Linked DNA regions of Mus musculus: region 1 is linked to region 2. Evidence: chromatin contacts called from public ChIA-PET data. All regions are on one chromosome and are shown on one strand. Each heading gives the region's core, a stretch centred on a gene start, on an enhancer-like site or on the middle of the called end of the contact. The rest is flanking DNA. Distances are from core to core; before and after follow the strand shown.

Region 1 (3,648 bases), core at 857-3,356, 430 kb before region 2:
GCCATACACATAGGGTCAATAGGTATTGATGAGGCTTCTCCTTGCTATCCCTCAGTAAGAAAACCAACCAACTAACCAATCAAACAAACAAACACACAAACAAACAAACAAAACATTTCAGAATGCAAAGTCAGTGGAGTGGCCCATACTCTGGTAGCCTAGACAGGGTCTATCCCTTCACACATGCAGCTGCTTACATGACTGGGGAAAACACATGGAATGACACATCAAAGCCAGTCTAGGTGGCAGCAATAATGAGTTGAATCCTCATATTTATCTGTCTATCTCTGCTTCCTGTTTTTCTACAGAAAACAAGTGTTATTTAAATGACAGCAAGGTCAACATTCACTCTAAACCAAGCAACTGTTGGAGTTTGGTCTGCTGCTATGTATTCAGATGCTTAAATTTTATATCCCAAGACCTGGTACACCAGCCTTTGTTGTGTAAACCTCACCTCCCATTATACCTGATTGGTTAATGAAAGTTGCTGATAGCCTGTAGCTTGGCAGAGAAAGGTAGGCAGAGCTTTGGTTCTCAGGCTTGGGGTCTCAAGTAGGGACCATGAGGAGAAAGGAGAGAGGAAGTCGCCATGGGGTAGTATGGACCATGAGCATGTGACCATGAGCATGTGGCCTGATGAAGCAGGAACGGGGCAGCTAAACATATGGCAAGTAATATATTGGGGTTCAAGGCATGAACTTAGACAAAATAGTTTAGAGGATTGATGTCTGCACAGCTCCAGTGTTTAAAGCTTATTATAATTCTAAAGGTCTCTGTGTCTTTTATTTGGGTAATAGCTGGTTAAAGAGTAACTGCTGTATTAATTCCCAGCATTGGTTATTAACTACAAAATATTTAAATCACACTACAGGCAACTGAGGCAGGGTCTGGGTTGGCTTCTCTGACTGACAGTCTTCAGAGCCCAAGAACCTGGTTCCGGAAAGGACTGGATCAGCCTCTACTGTTGAGGTTATGAGCAGAAACATCTGCTACACTTCTTGAAGAATTTGGTCATTCTACAACAATGATGCTGTGCTTCAAATAAAGCCAGAAACTTAAAGAGAGTCAATAAGTGCTGGGGGAAAAGAGGATCTCGAACTTGGGTTCCCTCCCTAGAAATCTGAAGCCTCCTCCCAAATGAACAGTGGCTTCAAGCAGATGTTCAGCACTACCATTGTTGGTTTTTAAAGCTTGGGGCTATGAATATAAAGCACATGTAACTGACAAAAGCGTGTCTCAGGAAAAGTTGGAAGGATGTGGCAAGTGTGAAGAAGGCTACAGTTGACCTGTAGAAAAGGGGACTAAGGCTCGTGTGTGGCGCTGTACAGTGAGAGTCCCCTGAAGCACTGCATTCAGTCCTCTGCAGACCCTTTCTACAGAAGAGAGACACTGCACTTCCCCCAAGTTCCTGTTGCCAGAGAGGCATTACCCCAACCCCACCCAACTGAGGTGGCCCTGCCCTGAAACCCTGCCCCCTGTCCTAACCACAGCCCACCCCTCCATTCTCCCACCTTACCCCAGGTTCCAAGCAAACACAGAGATGCTGAGATTTCACCTCAGGAGCTCAGCTTTTGCTTCTCCCAGAAACTCTAGACACCAGCTTCACATTTTAAGTAAAAGAAATTTTGTAGAATGTGGCACGTGAAAAAAACCAGAAACACAGGAGGGAAGAAGATCGCCACCCTGCTTAACAACACAAGGACAGATTAGAATGTGGGCCGGAAATAGTCTTCAGTTGTGGTGTATGGAACCCTCTCTGCTGTCCCTTCCTTACCCTATTCTTGGAAAGTTATTTTCCAGTCACAGGCTAAAAGAGTTTCAGTTTTGTTTTTGAGGTCTGCCTCTCCAAAACTTTGATTTCTGTTCATGTGCACGTGAAGGGTTAAACCAAGTCTCTTCCCTTTCTAATGTGAGTTGACCTTGTTGCTTGTTTCTGCTTTTATGAAACATGGTATTACTCTTCAGCCCTGGCTGGCCTTGAACCTCTGCTTCAGTCTCATGCCTCAGTCTTCTGAGTGCTGGAATTACAGGTGACCGCTTATGGTGAGCTGTTTTAGGCAGGATGCTGACAGCTCTGTCTGCCCAGGGAGGCGGTTCAGCAGGGTACACGGGTGGAAGCTGTGTGGCCCTCAGGAGGCCTGGCTGACAGGCAGGTGTGCTATGCACACATCGCTGGCCCTGCAGTCTTGGTTCACTCAAGTAGATCAGCCTTAACTGGAGTATATCGAAAGGAGGACTGGAAAGTGCACGCTGACTGGTCACAGAACAGGATGGAGGAAACCAATTCCATGCTGAGCGCTGTTCTCCTTCCTCAGTCCTTAGTCATGTCTACCCTTCCCCATGCAAAGCGAATCTCAGCACAATGTTACGCTTAGATTTATGACAAAGGAAGATGACATCTTCTGGAGAGACACCTATAAAGTATTCACTCAGAAGCCCTGTGTGAGGCAAGTGATTGGCCCTGCAGCACCCTATTTCTTGTGATAACTCAGAAGCTGCCTCCCACATACCACCTAATGGCCAAGAAATAGTCCACTGACACAGCCAGTGTGTCTGAGCAATGGAGACTTGAACCCATAGCTGCCAGCATGAAAATCTGTCAGCTCAGCCTCCCTGTCACCTGTACCTGAGAGTGGAAGAGATTAAGCCACCATCCATTTCACTCCTACAAATGTCACAGTGTCATTAAAGACATCTGTCTGGGGAATGCAGCTGATATAAGACCCCAAGTACCAGCCTTAGCACTGCAAATAAATGGAAAATAATACTACATGAAATAGATTCTTTTTTTTTTTCATTTGTTTTGATCTGTTTGGTTTTGTTCTTTGAGGTGGTGGTGGTGGTGGTGGTGGTGGTGGTGGTGGTGGTGGTGGTGGTGGTGTCTCTCTGTGTCGCCCTGGCTGGCCTAGAACTTGGTATATACACCAGGCTGGCCTTGAATTCATAGAGATCAGCCTGCCTCTTCCTCCTTAGTTCTGGAATTATGGCCTGGGCCACACACCAGGCAGTAGATTGCTGTTGACAGTAGACTTTTTTATACTTTGTTGTTGGTGGTTTGACTTTCGTAACCAGAGCACCCGCAAGTTTTATCGGTAAACCTTGTTGTTGCAGAATCCCAGATAGTGATTCAGGGAGTTTCTACAAAGCAACTCCTCGTCTATCCCCACCAGTAGACAAGATGGTGCTTTTTAGGGCTTAGACCTTAAACACACTAAAATGCACAAATGTTAAACCCCACAGAGTTTTGGTTACTGTCTACGTATGAGTAGTGTCTGCTCACACCAAGCTATAAGATACTTCTATTACCCCAGAGGGCCCTCCTGTGTCTGACCTTCCTAGCCAATTCTGTTTCACAAGACAATGGCTGTCCTGATTTCTGGCATTTTAGTGGTCTGGCTGATTGTAGAATTCTAATGATTCTGAATGGCACAACAGTGTAGGAGTTTGTTTGATCTGGCTGTCTTCACTCAACGTAAGGGCTTTGAGACGGAACCATGTTTCAGTGTGGATCTGTAATACATGCACATCCTCCCCTCCCCTCCCCTCCCCTCCCCTCCCCTGCCCTCCCCTCTCCCCCTCCAGTAGTCACTGTGTGAGTATACTGAATGCTGTTTTCTTACTCTCCTGTTGATGGACATCTGGGTTGTT
Region 2 (3,448 bases), core at 808-3,307:
TTAAGGAATCTTTTATACATGTGTCCTCTATTCATAACTATTCTGCCTGTTTAAGTAATACTGTAGTTAAATAACAAGCCTTTTAAAAAGGAGATGCCTGCTGTTGTGATGTTCTCCACCAAGAGGTGACACAGCCAAGGTAGCTCTAGCTAGGCCTTGAACTCAAAAACTCCGAGTTTAATTCACCTCCTTAGTACACCACCCAGTCTCAAGCAGTTCTCCACAGGAACAGAAAACAGACTGGTGCAGCATCTCTTGCCTTCTCTAAAAACCAGAAGCTGAATCCTATATATATCCATGGCTTTCTAATCGTATTCATATTGTCACTTGTAACTCGTGAGAGTAGGGTAAGGAGGACGTAGAACAAGGATTGGTTCTAGGTGCTCCATCATACAAAAAATGGGTTACCTAAGAGGAGGAGAAAGGGGGAAGGGAGGACAGGAGAGGAAGAGGAGGGCAATGAGGAGAAAGGAGGAAGGAAGAGGAGGAAGAGGGGGTAGGAAGAGGTGCTGGAAGAGGAGGAGAAAGAGAGTAGGAAGAGAAGAAAAAGGAGTCTACTTAGCTACTCCCAAAAGGAACTTAAGCAAGATCCTGCCTCTCTGAGACCCGTTCCGTAACAAATGCCTGCACACACTTGTTTCATGCCCAGAGCATCCTACGGCAGCCCTCAGAGTCACTGCAGGCTCTTCGCTTGCTCACTTGTTTGGCTTCTGCTGTGCTGAGATGGAAGCCAGTGTCTTGTGCATGCAAGGCAAGTTCCCTGCCGCTGAGTTACTTGTTCAGCCTCCAGTGATTATTTGTTTGTTTGCTCTGCTGTTTCCAGTTCCATGCATGTAAGGTGTAGTATTGCTTGTGTAATTTTTAAGTTGCCACATAGTTAATTTATTTTTAGAAGAATGGGGGAATTCTAAAGATTCTTAGCCAGTAACATTGCTTGTAGCATACCCATGAGGGCCTGCATCCATGTGCAAAATCCCCAGCTTCCCTGGACTAAAATGTTGGGCAAGGTGGCCCATGATTGGAATCCCAGTGCTGAAGAGGTGGAGGCAGGAGGCAAAGTCTACTTGGTGAATTGTAAGCCTGTCTCAAAGAGCAAGGGCGCAGCCCCTAAGTATTAAACTTTAGCCTCTATATGCACATGCGAATACACATATGTGTACACAGGGGAAGGGGGAGTTCTTTGTCAATCCAGCATATACTACACTTCATGGTAAGATCATAAGTCCAGGAAATTGAATCTAAAGTTTGTAAATGGAAGAAAAACATAATCAAAACCAGTAGTTATCCCCATGGATATGCTTTTGTAGAGGATACGTACAGAATTTTTGTAGCTGTGCCATTTTAAATCCTAAGTTACACGTGTCCTTTCGATCCCCAGCTTCCTGAGAGAAGGTGGCACTTTCAGGTCGTTGTGGAGTTACACCTGCCCTGGCACCCACTCCCACCACAGTGCCTTCCCCAAGTACTTCCTGAGGCTTCATGGGACTGTGTTTATTACAACATAACTCTTTATAGATTAAACATTAGACCCACTTTAGTTATTACCCCAAATTTTATGTTTGTAAGATCTCATCTACAAGCACATCCCTTTTGCTATGTGACAATCCTGGAGATGTGACATTGATATAGAAATACTATTCAACACAATATCCAGGGAGACAGAAACCCCTTATTCAGCCCCTGTCCCAGCCACAGGCCCTCTGGGTTTGCTCAGCTCACTGTTTCTGATCACATGTGGTCCAGCTGTACGACCTGCTTGCCTATATCAAAGCTCTTTTTCTTCAAATGATTTTTTTCCCAAGACAGTGTTTCTCTTTGTAGCCCTGGCTGTCCTGGAACTCACTCTGTAGACTAGGCTGGCCTCAAACTCAGAAATCCACCTGCCCCTGCCTCCCAAGTGCTGGGATTAAAGGCATGCGCCACCACTGCTCGGCTCTTCAAATGATTTTGACATGTGGAAAGGAATAAACTCAAAAGTGAACTCTATACAGTCCCCCACTCAGATTTCAAAATGATGCCCCAAACTGTATCTTCCAGGATACGCATGTGACTGTGTTTATCTAGAAACCTTCAGTTGAGCCTAGGATGCGGTGAACCACAAAGACCAGCTAACATGACGTAAGTGCACATGCCTTCTAGAATTATGCAGTCTGTCTCAGTTCCTTGCTCCATTCAAGATCATCTTTATTGATTGTTAGAAAATGCAGAGTTCCAGGACCTATGCAGGGCACGTGTCCCTGGCACCTTATCCCAGGATGTTCCTGCCAGATTACAGCTCGCTCCATGCTCCATTTCCTACCATCCCATCTTCTAGTTCTAATCCAACATGCTTCCTAAATAAGAGAGGTTTGAACTAAGTACCTTATAGTTGATGGCTAACTAAGCCCCTGGCTGCTGCTGGCTCTCAAGCACTGCCATCTGCTTGTCTGTGACATGACAGATTTTAAAGTTTTTCATTTTAAGTGTGTGTGTGTGTGTGTGTGTGTGTGTGTGTGTGTGTGTGCACATATACACATGCTTGTGCTATGGCACATGTAGAGGTTAGAGGATTACTGGGGCTTCAGGCTTGACAGCAGACACATTTCCGGACTGAGCCATCTCGCCAGCCCTCTATCTGTTAAAATCCCAGCACTTTTGTCACCCAGCACACAGCCTGAGTGATGAGGGAGGTACACTGAGCATTACTGCAACCTCTGGCTCCTGGTTTGTGATCTGCTCCCTGCTTTACCTCCTGTTCCTTCCCTCTGTGACAGAACACACACAGCCAAAGGACCCTGGAAAACTGAGCAGCACACGAGACATAAGGCCACACATGCAGCTGACTTAGTAGGTGCCAAGTATAACATATTTTGTTTCTACTTTTAAAGGCCCTGTAAGGAAACATTGTCAACTCTGAGCTCCCACAGCAGGTAGAGCAGAAAACCTAGACTGTAGAGGAAGTCTGCCTTCAGGTCCTCAACCCCACTGCTCTCTCATGGAGCAGAGATAAAGCAGGGCTAAAATCAACAGCCAGGATAAAGCACTTCAGCTGTTGTTACGCAGTGCCTCCCACAATGATAATGCGAAGGTAGGAACACTGTGCACTGCATATACAGAGGATGCTTCATGGTCCTCAAGACAGCATCTAAGCTAGCAGACAGGGTTCACGCTGTGCTACTCCCAAATGCAGCATCCTAACCTTGAGAAACCAGAGAAGCAAGGAAGGTCATTCTGACCTCTCCTGCCCCTTTCCCTCCTAGCAGGAAGACCCTCGTGAGAGAGACGCCCTTTCGCCAGCCAGAAGAAAAGAAACTCCCAAGGAATCTAAGCAGACAGCCCTGGCTAATTCAGCAAATCCATTACCATCAGCAAACTCATCTCAGCATCCTTTCCTGTCAGCCACACTTCTCCATGACCACACTCATCTCGTCCAAATGTAAAACACACGAGTTTATCCATCTTTATTTCT

The links. ChIA-PET counts read pairs in DNA pulled down with a chosen protein or histone mark.
Region 1: a contact with region 2 is called in an RNA polymerase II ChIA-PET map of memory CD8 T cells, with 9 read pairs. The contact joins two enhancer-like sites. A contact is called at or near these places in 1 of 484 Hi-C or Micro-C datasets (CD8 T cells), 1 of 115 datasets of contacts at active chromatin or transcription factors (memory CD8 T cells) and 1 of 9 other capture datasets (embryonic stem cells).

Annotation. Positions count from the first base shown.
Region 1 is chr14:59,693,570-59,697,217 of GRCm38.p6, forward strand. All of the region lies in intron 32 of Atp8a2 (ATPase, aminophospholipid transporter-like, class I, type 8A, member 2), which reads right to left. Among named protein-coding and RNA genes, the nearest start is that of Shisa2, 70 kb to the left of the region's middle. Within about 2 kb of position 2,107, at least 12 of the 459 cell types and tissues checked have an H3K27ac peak or open chromatin away from gene starts, as enhancers often do. A contact at or near this core is called in CD8 T cells and memory CD8 T cells, where this site is marked.
Region 2 is chr14:60,127,629-60,131,076 of GRCm38.p6, forward strand. No RefSeq gene overlaps it. Among named protein-coding and RNA genes, the nearest start is that of Gm41164, 33 kb to the right of the region's middle. Within about 2 kb of position 2,058, at least 61 of the 459 cell types and tissues checked have an H3K27ac peak or open chromatin away from gene starts, as enhancers often do. A contact at or near this core is called in CD8 T cells and memory CD8 T cells, where this site is marked.